Regions from separate parts of the Anas platyrhynchos genome. Here region 1 is linked to region 2. A link is a contact called in public Hi-C data. All regions are on one chromosome and are shown on one strand. Each heading gives the region's core, a stretch centred on a gene start, on an enhancer-like site or on the middle of the called end of the contact. The rest is flanking DNA. Distances are from core to core; before and after follow the strand shown. Region 1 overlaps KIF21A (kinesin family member 21A). Region 2 holds the start of KIF21A (kinesin family member 21A).

What was found. A called contact is a pair of places that touch in the nucleus more often than the background predicts.
Region 1: a Hi-C map of F1 follicle shows a contact between it and region 2, with 3 times the contacts expected there. The contact joins the enhancer-like site here to the promoter of KIF21A in region 2. A contact is called at or near these places in 4 of 8 Hi-C or Micro-C datasets (F1 follicle, liver, skeletal muscle and 1 more).

What each region holds. Positions count from the first base shown.
Region 1 is chr1:15,809,149-15,812,058 of IASCAAS_PekinDuck_T2T, reverse strand. KIF21A (kinesin family member 21A) reads right to left here. Exons shown (of 37, transcript XM_027458910.2): 8 at 1-33. Among named protein-coding and RNA genes, the nearest start is that of KIF21A, 42 kb to the right of the region's middle. Within about 2 kb of position 1,323, at least 1 of the 8 cell types and tissues checked has an H3K27ac peak or open chromatin away from gene starts, as enhancers often do. A contact at or near this core is called in F1 follicle, where this site is marked.
Region 2 is chr1:15,767,310-15,770,101 of IASCAAS_PekinDuck_T2T, reverse strand. It overlaps KIF21A (kinesin family member 21A), which reads right to left and starts at 1,377. Exons shown (of 37, transcript XM_027458910.2): 1 at 1,119-1,377. The coding sequence starts at 1,162.

The DNA.
Region 1 (2,910 bases), core at 74-2,573, 42 kb before region 2:
GACGGGCTCACACACGCTATCATGAGAGTTTGACTGCAAGTTACAAACATAGATTAGCTTTACAAATCAAGAACAAAAAGAGTACAGAGGCTAACAGGTCTTCATATGGAAGGTGAAAAAAGGAATAATGATTTCATGACACTTGTGAGAATTTTCTAGACCTAGCTCACTGTAGCAGGAGACTGGCAACCACAAAGTTCCAGCACTGTAATACCTCGTATCACCCTAGCATAGTATAAGAGAGAGATCATTAATTGTTCTACATATAAAATTATAAAAGCAATTAACTGATGTTCCTAGAAATCTTTTTCAAATTATACTCGGTTTTCCTAACCCCATGTAAACTGAGATTAAAGTACTTAAAGGCAACCTGAGGCCTCAAATAGTGATTGGATCGTGTTAGTTGCCAGGACTCATTAATTCATGAGGTGCCTTCCCACTTAATCTGGAAGCTGCCCAAACACTCATCTTCAGCTGCCTGTATGTGCCCAGAACGTCATAAAATATCTGTCTTCCACCTATACTTTTCTACTGAGATTCAAACTGCCTAAATTCTTCAGCTCCAAGTATCTGCTATACCAAAAGAAGCCCAAAAGATAGTACTTATCCTCAGTAGACCTGACAAGAAATGTATTAATTCCAAGTTTTGCAACACCACTTAAGCTTGGAGCACTTCTGTAAAAAGGAGCAATAGTTGAGCTCCATGCCCAAGACAAACAACCACTTTCTGGGCTCCTCTACACCCTCTAGCCATCCCATCTTGGGATATACAAGGTGAGAACATGCTACCTGCTCCAAGAAAAAGACTGGGAAAGAAAAGGTGGAAAAAAAGGAAAGAAAAAAAATGCCTTTCACTCCAGCATAATGTTTTAGTTATTCGCCTAGGGGTCAGAGCCAGAACTTCAGCTGTAGATCCTAGCTTAATGGCACCAATATGTCCTAAATTCTCAACAGACAGGGGAAAACACATATATAGGAGGTGACTGGCTCATCCCCAGCAGGCTTTAGAGGAACGTGCTTCTCTTTGTTGTACGTGGAAGCTTAGGTGGTTGTGTTAGGAGTGCAATGTCTTCAGGGCAACGGAGCAGTATCTGCATTAGGCAGACTGGATCTGATCTTCACCTTCTGTAATTTCAGATCAAGAAAAACAAATTACTCCTTGAAACCCTTTGTGAGGCAAGCGATTAAATTTGCCTTACACACTGGGAAACTAAACTAAAAAGAGTAACTAGCCTGAGGACATGGGAAAGGTTCAGTATATAAAGGACTAGGCTTCTGCAATTCTCTCTCAGACCTCCTGTGCACCATTGCATCACCTCCCCAGACTTGTGGAGTTTAGTCATAAAGATAAGAACATGCTAGATTAAGGAAATAATAATAATTCTGAGATCAGAACTACTTGTACTTTCAGTTCAGAATTTGATTCCTTTTCTAAGCCTCAGACAACTGGTTCTGCTAGCTTTCTTAAAAACTGAGCAACTCAAACTCCACTTTCCTATCTGCATTTTGTAGTGGACTCATTTTTAAATGCCATTCTACTCCTTTTATTTTTCCAGTTTTTAAAATGCCTCCCTGAAATCTAGGGCATGCTCCATATTTTAACTTGAATAATTCAAGAAACATTAATGCTTAAATGTTGCTTCAGAACTGTTACAGAATTATATATGTATTCTAACCTGAATATATATTCTATCTTTTAACCTGAATCACTATAGCAAATCTTTTTAAGTATTCGCAAAAGAGAAAGGATAATGTGGACTGTAGTACCTGGGGTGGAATTTGGAAAGCTATGGAAAAGACTAGCAGGAATCTAATCATCTGATTTCCCAGAGGAAAAAAAATGCATGTTGATTAAAATTTAGCTTTCCCACAGTTCGTTTGCTAAAGCACGGATATGAAATTTTAAGTTGTGTTATAATATGCAACTCTTCCTTAACAACAAACTACTAATTTTTCCTGCCTTATCATGTATATTACATAAATAAAAATGAGGGATGGAAGAAAAAAAAATTAACATCAGGCAGGAACAGAAATAATATATCTTCCTGTCCTTGTAAATGCTCTGGAACTGCATTTGCTATCTGCACATTTTACTGTAAACTGTGATTTCTCTTGAAGTACAGAAGAGGGAGCAGTTGAGCTACCAAACAAAAAGTGTTTTCAGTCAAATTAAAATAATATTTCAGTAAAAATGCAATTTTAGAAGCGGCTTGAAAAGTGACTATTGGCTGGTGTATTTGATATAAAATTAGTCAAGAAATGCTATTTGTAAAGTTATTTCCAGAAACAGCTTGGAAGTCATGCGCTCAGTTTCTCCTGATTTTTCCCTATTATTGGGTTTCTTCCTCTGTTAAACACTTTTGAAAATCCTAGCCTTTATTTTACCCATTTTTTATGTGTCTCTGCTGCAATAGTGCAGGCTGTTACTGAAGTTATATCTCTGAAGAACAGAGAAGTGATTTAAGAGATCTCCTCCACTTCTCCCTATTCTTTTGTGAAATGCCCAGAATACTTCCTGCCCCCTAGGACAGCAGATTAAACAGAGGAATAAACGTACTACCTTGCTAAAACATACTTAACTATGGTCCCTTTTGTGTTTCTACATGTTCATGGTGCATGTTTGCTTAGAGCTTCCAGAGCCCAAGCCTCTCTTCCTGGTCTCTATGCAATACATATACTGAGGAGGCTCTTACAAACAGTTCTGGTGACACAGTTGTTTGACTTAGAGATGATCAGCGCCAGATATCTGGACATATCCGCAATATCCTGAGATAGACAACCTTTATGAAAAGACAGCAGTATATGTGCTAAGCTGCCTTGCTCAGCAACAAAGGGCACTTTGTGCAAGGAGAACTGGCCGCATGAAGCTCCTGCTCATGGTGATCAGAGCAGACAGCGAGCCTGTGCTCA
Region 2 (2,792 bases), core at 128-2,627:
GCCCTATTTTTAGAATCACACCTATCTCATATTTTCCTTTTTGAAAACACGGTCTAATTACGCTCTGGAATAATACCTCCCTGTATTTTGACGTGAAAAAGGGCTTCAGCAGCCACCACTCACAACAGCATCCCTCCACGCGGACAGCACTACTGCAGGCAGGCTTCAGTGAACACCCGCAGCACAAGCCCCACGTTGGCGTGCAGGGCGGCGTTTCTCTGTCTACCCAAAGTGCCACTGAACTGTTGGTCCCACGAGCACCTACCCACAACAGCATTCAGCAGCATCGCCTATCCCTACAGCCTTTATCCCCAAAAAATGATTCACGCTCACCGTTTGCCTGCACAACCCAAATTTATCTAATAAGGTGAAATGGAAGCAGCGAGGACCAACCGGTAGGTACAGACCTTCCCCTACTGCCTGATGCCTCGTGGCACAACGCTCCAGATGCACCAGCGTATAATTATAAATATCAAATACTCCAAATACCACCACATAACATAAAGGATCTTTTTGAAAGGAAAAAAAAAAAAAAAAAAAAAAGAAGTCATCATTCAGCATTGCAACCAAAACCCAAATATTGATGTTTTCTACATGTGTGCGTAGGTATATTTCCTCTTATATTTGAATTATGTAAAGGTATCTTGAAAGCGAAGACATCCGTGGGCTAATCTGGAAGTTCTTCAAACAATGCAATAACACCTTCCCATAGAAAACCGAGGAGAGCCAAGAGTTCACTGATGAACACCAGATTTTTATCTCCGATAAAAGCGCAATTTGAATTCACTGATGTTTCCAAATGATTTAAGCTCCACTCCCACTACGGCTCCTACCGAGAGTTATTCATGATGCAGGGTGAGCAGCCTCGTGGAGACCCATCCATGCAATTTTAGGTACAAGGTTTATGAGGGGAAGAAAAAAAAAACCTTTATCATCCTAGGCTGCTCCTGCAGAGCTTCGCCATGCGAACGGCTGGAGCCGAGGGGCTGCCTCTGCCCGATGAGTAAGCGTTTGCAGCGTGTGGCCGCGGTTCGCCCCGATATTTTTAGGGTTTTACAGCTCTTTTTCCCCCCTATGCACACACACACACACATACACACACACAGCTCGCTTCTTACCTGACCGCCACCCGCACCGAGCTCTCGTCCTGGCCGGCCGACATGGTGCCGGGGGGCCGGGAGAGCGGCCCCGCCGCGCCGGGGAGGGGAGGGGAGGGTCCCCTGGCGACGGAGAAGGACGAGGAGGAAGAAGGAGGACGAAGAGGAGGAGGAGGAGAAGGCGGAGGCAGCGGCTCCCCCCCTCTCACCTCCTCCACCTCCCCTCTCCAGCCATTTTGGGTGCCCGAGTCGCTAGGTGGCGGCGCTCCTCCCCTCACACACACACACACACCGGCCCTGGGCGGGGAGAGCCGGCAGCCCGCCCGCCGGCCTGTCAGTCAGTCTGTCCGTCAGTCTGTCCGTCAGTCCGTCAGTCTGTCTGTCCATCTGTCTGTCTGTCAGCCCCCCCGGCCGAGGTCTGGCCCGCCGTCCTCCTCCCCCCAACCCAACCGCCCGCTGACAGGAATTCCTGATGCCGGCGGTACCCCCTGCCGGGAGACAAGCCCGGCTGTTTTGCCCAAAACAAGCCGCATTCCTAAGGGAGGCTTTCAATCAGAATAAGCCCTTATTTATTTATTTATTTATTTGTAATTGTAATAGCATGCTAAAAACCTTCTGCTTCAGGTTGCTTGGTAGCAAACACTGCTCACTGCTAACCCCAGCCTCTGTGAGAGGTGGGCAGGTGAGGTCTGTAGGACAGGGCTTCTGGCCATCCCCACCTCCTCCACAAGCAAGCCCCCCTCAGGAGAATAAATCCACCGTGTCATCATTACTCTGCGTGTTTCTCCTCCTTGCTCGCTCAACCTCCTCTATTTTTCTTAATTCACTCAGGGATTGGAGCATTTCCAGAAAGCAGCTGGCCTGGAGGCTGCTGGGCAAAGCAGTGGTCTCCTGTGCTCTCCTGAATCACACAACACCCCCATGCACAGCTCCGATGTTGATGGAAATTGGGGTGTTTTAAGCTCCGCAGCATATCACTGAGATGTGCAGAGATAACACTTACTGGGAGGGCAGAAAATTGGGGGCACAGGTAGCTCAGGCTGCAGCCGCCTCAGGAACCTGGTGCACGCAGAATACAGCCTGACTTTCCCTGGGCTTCCAGCCATATTCTCTATTTTATGCCATAGGCAAAATGCTTTGCTTCTAATTTTTTTTTTCCTTCCTTGATATTTTATAGATAACAGATAAAGTTCTCACAGATTAACTGTGTTAGCATTCGTGCAAAATAGCTTCCAAATGAAAGTGATGGAAAGCTCATAGTTCAGGGCGTTTCCAGCTAGTGGGGCCTGAACACTCGTGACCGTGTTGTGCATTTACCTGTACTATACTGAGCTATTTAATAATAGCTCCACGGTGAGTGGCTTCCTATAGTATATCATATATCATAATTTATTTACATCAGATTTACAACTCGAGCTAAAAATAAAGCTTAAGCAAACATGGAAAATACAAAGGTTATTGTGTTTTCGCTGTAATAGCTTTAGTAAAGTGGATACTTTCTTATCCAAATGTATCCAATACTTTCCTGTTGACACAGTTACACTGCTAATGTAACAGAAACATTAAAGCCGAATTTGTCCTTGTACATCACTCTGCATGTGTTCCAGGCAGCATCTTCAGCTGGGTAGGCCCCAGCAGAGCAAAGCCTTATCAACCTCACCCTGAGCATGCGTACAAGCCCGCAGGTCCGCGCCT